2 separate regions of the Zea mays genome follow, and region 1 is linked to region 2. A link is a contact called in public Hi-C data. All regions are on one chromosome and are shown on one strand. The core of a region is the stretch at or near the end of the contact, and the rest is flanking DNA. Distances in the headings are between cores, read along the strand shown.

Region 1 (3,307 bases), core at 653-3,152, 160 kb after region 2:
AAATCAACAACTAAATATTTAGCTACATTTATAATTAAACTAAATTAATAACAAACTACAAAATTTATTGGCTAGATACTAATTTTCCGAACTAGAAAATTTTGCTAATTTTGTAACTAAATTACCTCGTGCAATGCGAGCTCGACAGCCGGCGGTGAAGTCGAGGCAGAGGTCAGCGGCGATGGTGCGGGCGTGGGGAGCTGAGGGAGGCAAGATGGCAGAGCGGTGGTGTGTCAGCATGGTGTCGCGCAGGCGTCGGGCTCGACGGCTTGCCGACGTGGGGCCACGCGCCGACGCCTTTGTGCGCGGGTGTGGGCCAGGGCAACGGTGTGGGGCGATGCGGCGGCGCGACGATGGTTGGAGGTGGAGGGTGAGAGGAAGCGACGAATAAGCGTGAGCGAGAAAAGAGAAACCCGATGGACATGTATTAAGGGGTTGTCGCCACGAATCTTGGCACCGGCCCCCGCCACGTCGACGCCAAGATCTCTGGCACCGACCCGCCACGTCACCGACCACGGGGAGCGTCCTGGCCATGTCAACAAGATCTAGACGTCAGAGCAATTGGTGCCAACACGTGTAAAGTCGACGCCAATTGCGACGACGCCAACCTGAGGATTCATTTACTAAATTCAAACTAGAAAGGACATATTTGTGAAAAAACCTAACAAGGGTCAAAATAGAAAGAAACCAGACCAAACTACATGTTAGGAGTATCATAATCACAGAATTCTCAATCTCCGTGAGACTAAACACAACATTAGAGTATGTACATTCTCATTTAATATGAGATTCCTATAAGTTAATTGAAAAAAATAAGAGATAGACTTTTCACGAAGAATTCGTCTTTACACGATTCTCCATATATATTTTCTTAAGGGCTCGTTTGTTTCGTTGGAATTGAATTTCATTTTAATAATTATAATTTAGACAAATCTAATTAAGTTTATATATTTATATATGTAATATATTTATATATTATCTTAAATCATATGAGAGAGATGATTATATACTACATTTATGTTATAGAGGTGCAAGTAGAAGAATGTGCTATAAGTTGTACATCGAAAAAATAGCATGTAAATCTATAGAATCGATTTCCATCTCTCACCCCATGAATTTGAGTTAAGCTTATATGATAACTTTGGAAAGTGGTGGAATGTCATATTCTAAAAAAATAGTTTATTTCATTAGTAAGATTCAAATTCTTCGAAATGAAAGGAAACAAACGGGACCTAATTGTATTTATGATCTAGAAGCTTAGAGTTAGATAATGCTGTTTTTATATTTGAAAAACCAATCCAATTGTTCAGGGATGAAAATGTTCCGTCCAGGGGTTAGTTGCAACCGCGGGACAGCGACAGCAGCAACACGATTGCTTGCTTTGTTTTAGCGATTTTTTTTTCTGTGGCGTTCCAATTCCATCGAAGACAGAGACGGAGGCGTTTCTTGTTGTGGCTCCCCTCTCCTTTCCTCGTGTTCCTCGCGGCAGGAACAGGAACACAAGGACCTCCAGTCCAAGGAGATTAGAGGAAGGCGAGAGCATTATTCTCATATCATTTGTAAAATAAATAAATGTACTTACTTCGACCACGTTGGTTCATCTTCATTGTTGTTATCATCATCATCCTCTGTTCCTGTGATGGACTGCATTCTCTCTCTCTCTCGTCTGCACCCATCCCGCCATCATTATTGTTCCCCACCCAACCAAAACAGCACAAAAACAACGGGAGGAGAGGAGAGGGAGGCAGCAGCTGCCTGAACCAGCCATTTCTCTCTCTTGTCTAGTACTTCCTGCCACTGCTAGTAGCACAGTACTACCTCTCTCTCTCATCAGTCAAATCAATCAGAGTCGGAATCGAGTTGTGTAGTTGGAAACGAAAAAGAAACAACAAGACAAGCATCTGCTGCCTCGTCTCCTCGGGCTCCGGCCGGCGACCCGCCCTCGCCCGTCGCCCCCGCCGAGGAAGCATCGCATCGTACAGCAGCAGTACATGCGACCTAGAGAGAGAGAAAGAGGTGCGGCAATGGCATACTCAACTCTTTTTACATGCATCTGCCTGTGACTGTCTGTTCTTCCCCTGCTTGCTCTCTTTCTCTAAAAAAACTCTCATCAGTCTCAGATAGTCCAGAGGAAGCAAGGAAGGAGTACGTCGTCGACGTCGATCTATTCCTCCTCCTCCTCCTCCTCCGATCCGTGAATCCAAAGTCCAGTAAGCAACTCCACTTAACTTGCTGTATGCGTAACGGCGGGCGTGTTGGCTGGCGTTGCGTGCGGCGGCAAGCCATCTGCGCCATCTGTTGCTTCCCCAACCCCATCCCCCCCAAGCGAAGCTGAAGGCGGCGGAAGGTGATTTGGACCGGAAACGTGGTCGGAATTGGAATCGCGTACGCGTGCTGCCTAGCTTATCCTTCCGCGCACTCCCGTTTCCATTTCCATCTTCCAGCATTCCCTCGCCTCCGCATCCTCTCTCGCTTCTCCAACACCGCACTCCACTCCAATGGAGCCCCTCCAATCCATCCCCTCCACTTGCCGTCTCAAGCAATAATGCCTTCTCCACTTCTAATCCCCTTCTTTCCCTCCCGTCTCTTCTCTACTTCTCTTCTCCGAGAGGGCAGGGGCAGGGCGTGCTTGCCGCTGCGACACGATCACCAAGCAAGCGCTAGATAGAGGACCCAGCCTGCCTCGCTCTGCCATTACCACTGCTTACAAATCGCTCTGCCATACTGCAGGCACAGCCGCCCGCTGATTAATCTTGGGGGGCTACCGGTCCACCATACCTCATAAGCCAATAGCAAGCAAAGCATTCAAGAACCGGATTTCCCTTGTTGTTTCGGTCAGTTCCGATTTCCCCCTTTCCTCCTCCTCCTCCTCCTCCTCCTCCCTCTAACCTGTCTCCATTTGCCTGCTCCGCATCCTTGCCTCTCTTGATCGAAACCATTTATGAACTACTTACTTGCCTTCTTTAAAAGCATAAGTAAATAAATAGATAGATACCGTGAATCCTTTCCATGGCCACGATCAAGAAAACCTGTCTTCGTCGCCTGCTGTCTATTCGTCAATGACGATCGGATAACTACCTGCAGTGAATGAACCAACGAGACTTTCTCCTCATGCATCCTTTCGATGTTTCTTAAGCAGGAAGCAGTTAATGGTCGAGAGGGGCCACAACCTCCAGCCGTTGCAGTTCTTGCGTTGAGTTGGATTGGGTTGCCAAGCCCCGCCAAATAAAACAAAAGGGCTTCCTGTAATCCTGCGCTGCACCGATGGTGATAGCGTCGGGAGCCGTTGACAGGGGCCACCTGTCCC
Region 2 (3,606 bases), core at 350-2,849:
TAGGAGAGTTTTAAGGAGATAAAGATCTCTAGCTAGACAGGGACGACCAGCCAGCCTATTTATGTAATCAATAGATGAGAAATAAAGTAGGCAAGAATTAGAAGGGAGAAACCCTCCTCTTGCTCGACAGTGGGCAGAGGCCCCCGGCCGACGTTCCTGTCCATCGATACCCCTCTTCAATCCATCACCGATCTAGCGACCATAACAGCTCCACTCCCTGATTCTTCAACTTTGTTTCTTGTTTCTCTGATAGAGTGATTCTAGTGGATTCCTAGGAGGGAGCAGGGCTGTGAGCTGACAAAAAGTGATTCCCCCCCCCCCCACCCTGATCCCCACCTGAATATAATAAGGACCAGAGTGAATTAGGTTTTTTAGCTCCCAGCTTCTAGTGTAAATGGAGAAGTGATTCTCTCCCAATCCCCACCTAAATCAGTTGGTATTTTGAGTGTTTGGCTGACTAGAAGTGATTCTCTTCGGAGAAACTGAAGCTGGAGCTCTTCCAAACGGCCCCTAAAATTTCTTTTTTTTTCTGGAAAACTAAAAGAATGTACTAAGGAAGTGGTAATAAAAGCAATCTCATTTTCCCCTTGCCTAGGTCTTGGAGAAACTATTACTATACTCAACTCCCTCGAGTCATGATGCAATCGACATGTTGTTTGCAAAATTGACATGGACACACATCAGAAAATCAATTTATACATATTTATCTATACTGGTGTTGACAGTATATATTATTATATACAGAAATAGCCAAATAGGAATAGGATAGTTAAAATGTCTGTATCAAGTAAGACAACAGTTGTATGTTTATGGAATGCATTGATTGATTCAGCACAATCCCAAGCAGTTAGCTAAAGATGAGTAGATGCAATCATGCAAATAAGCATTGAAGGTAGGCTGGCTCTCATGTATGGACATGGTAAAGTAGACATCTTTGTAATTATCTGAAGCAGGAGTGTAATCAAAAAGTAAAGTAATAAATTGGTAATGTACTAGTCGAGGAGAGATGTACTGCATGTATGTGAATGAAGAGAGCAAGGGCTAGGGGGGTGGGGGTGCAGAGAGCAGGAAGGGACGGTGGTGGCTCACATCCTGCGCTGCTTGAGGACCCTCATGGCTCGTGCCTTGACGGCCTCCTGAGCGGGGCCTGGGCGCGTCTTCTTGATCTGCTCCTTGTAGCGCGCGAGCTCGGCGTCGAGCTTCTTGATCTTTTCATCGACGGTGTCGCCGCGCTTGGTGATCTGCAGGGAGGAATCGATTTGATTGAATCTGCAAGGATTGATATGTAATGAAAGAAGGAAGGAACTTGGTTGATGATACGTACTCTGTCGGTTGCGTCCTGGATTGTGGGCGGCGGATCCTTGTTCTTCTTGGCGCCGAAGATCTTCTTCATGTTGCCGGCAAGCGGGCGGCCTTGCTGGTTGTGTAATACTATGAAGGATTCGGATGAGATGAGATCCCCAATCTAATCTGGTAGAGAGAGATGACAGGCGACTCGGAGTTGGGATCGAAGAAAGTAGCCTAGGACTAGGAAGAAGAGGAACGCGCAAGAGAAGAGACCAAGAGAGGGGAAATTTCCGTGAAAGTTAAAAAGTCTCCTCGTCTTGACTCGGCCAGGCCACACACAAATGGAGTCACGGACTCCGACCGCACGACCCCACCCAAGCCGAAACCCAAACCCAAGTGGCCCAAGCCCAATGGCCCAAGTAGCAGCGCCTGGGTCGAATATACAGTGGTCTCTACTCTTTCGACTCATCTCTTTATATTTTTTTAATGCGGAATTTTTTTTCTGGTTTCTATGTTTTTCATTTAAAAATAAATTAATTCTCATGAAATTCCTATATAATTATTTTAAAAATATTCTATTTTAAAGGATGTCTTAGTTCCTTCCTTGCCCCTAGTAGAGTTCATTTTTCTTAACCAAAATTAACAATGAATCAAATATTGTACCTTAGTGGTGTTTTCACATGATAATAGGAATCTAATTAGACAATTTGATCATCTAGTACTATTATGCATTGAAATTATATGTACATATAAACCAAACCTTAGTGATACACGTGAGAGTAAGCAAAAATATTGAAAGTCGCATAGAGGGGGGGTGAATAGGCAAATCTGAAATTTATAAATTTTAAGCACAACTACAAACCGGGGTTAGCGTTAGAAATATAATCGAGTCCGAAAGAGAGGGCGAAAAACAAATCACAAGCAAATAAGGCGGATGACACGGTGATTTGTTCTACCGAGGTTCGGTTTTTGCAAACCTACTCCCCGTTGAGGTGGTCACAAAGACCGGGTCTCTTTCAACCCTTTCTCTCTCTCAAACGGTCACTTAGACCGAGTGAGCTTCCTTCCTTGGTTTCTCGGGTCACTTAGACCTCGCAAGGACCACCACACAATTGGTGTCTCTTGCTTTGCTTACAAGGCTTTGAGAGTAAGAATGAGAGAAAGAAGAAAGTCAACCAAGCAACAAGAACAACAGAAGAACACAAGTCGATCTTCTCAAAAGTCCTAAAAACTAGAGTTGAATTGTGTACTTTGATTCGATCGGTGGCTTTGATTTGTGTCTTGGAGTGTCGTGTATTGCTCTTGTATTGAATGAGGAGTAGTGAATGCTTGGGTGCCTTGAAGAGTGGTGGTTGGGGAGTATTTATAGCCCCAACCACCAAAATGGCCGTTGGGGAACTCTGCTGTCGACGGGCGCACCGGACAGTCCGGTGCGCCAGCCACGTCACCCAACCGTTAGGGTTCGACCGTTGGAGCTTCTGACATGTGGGCCACCGGACAGTCCGGTGGTGCACCGGACAGGTCCTATTCACTGTCCGGTGCGCCATCTGGCGCCTGCTCTGACTCTGCGCGCGCAGTCGACACTGTTCACTGTTCACTTTTGCAGTCGACCGTTGGCGCTGATAGCCGTTGCTCCGCTGGCACACCGGACAGTCCGGTGAATTATAGCGGAGGGCGATTCCAGAAACCCGAAGGTGGCAAGTTCAGAGCGATTCTCCCTGGTGCACCGGACACTATCCGGTGGCACACCAGACAGTCCGGTGCGCCAGATCAGGGCAGCCTTCGGTTATCTTTTGCTCTTTTTATTTGAACCCTTTCTTGGACTTTTTATTGGTTTGTGTTGAACCTTTGGCACCTGTAGAACTCATAATCTAGAGCAAACTAGTTAGTCCAATTATTTGTGTTGGGCAATTCAACCACCAAAATCATTTAGAAAAAGGTGTGAGCCTATTTCCCTTTCAATCTCCCCCTTTTTGGTGATTGATGCCAACACAAACCAAAGCAAATATATAAGTATAGCAATTGAACTAGTTTGCAAAAGATAAGTGCAAAGGTTACTTGGAATTAAACCAATATACATTTTTTAGGATATGCATGGATGCTTTCTTCATTTTTAACATTTTGGACCACACTTGCACCACAAGTTTTGTTTTTGCAAAATCCTTTGGAAATTCTTTTCAAAGTCTTTTTGCAAATAGTCAAAGGTAAATGAATAAGATTTTGAGAAGCATTTTCAAGATTTGAAATTTTTTCCCCCTGTTTCAAATGCTTTTCTTTTGACTAAACAAAACTCCCCCTCAATGAAATTCTCCTCTTAGT

The links. Hi-C and Micro-C count contacts between places; a contact is called where the count stands out from the background.
Region 1: a Hi-C map of leaf shows a contact between it and region 2, with 8 times the contacts expected there. The contact joins the promoter of LOC100383420 here to the promoter of LOC100284928 in region 2. A contact is called at or near these places in 7 of 25 Hi-C or Micro-C datasets (ear, endosperm, leaf and 2 more).

The regions. Positions count from the first base shown.
Region 1 is chr6:52,587,604-52,590,910 of Zm-B73-REFERENCE-NAM-5.0, forward strand. LOC100383420 (Protein MEI2-like 1) reads left to right here and starts at 1,903. Exons shown (of 16, transcript NM_001176072.1): 1 at 1,903-2,016; 2 at 2,115-2,210; 3 at 3,140-3,307. The coding sequence starts at 3,265. It overlaps LOC103629300 (a long non-coding RNA gene), which reads right to left and starts at 2,323. Exons shown (of 3, transcript XR_004850149.1): 1 at 1,583-2,323; 2 at 126-526.
Region 2 is chr6:52,423,362-52,426,967 of Zm-B73-REFERENCE-NAM-5.0, forward strand. It overlaps LOC100284928, which reads right to left and starts at 1,600. Exons shown (of 7, transcript NM_001157823.1): 1 at 1,325-1,600; 2 at 1,090-1,241. The coding sequence starts at 1,393.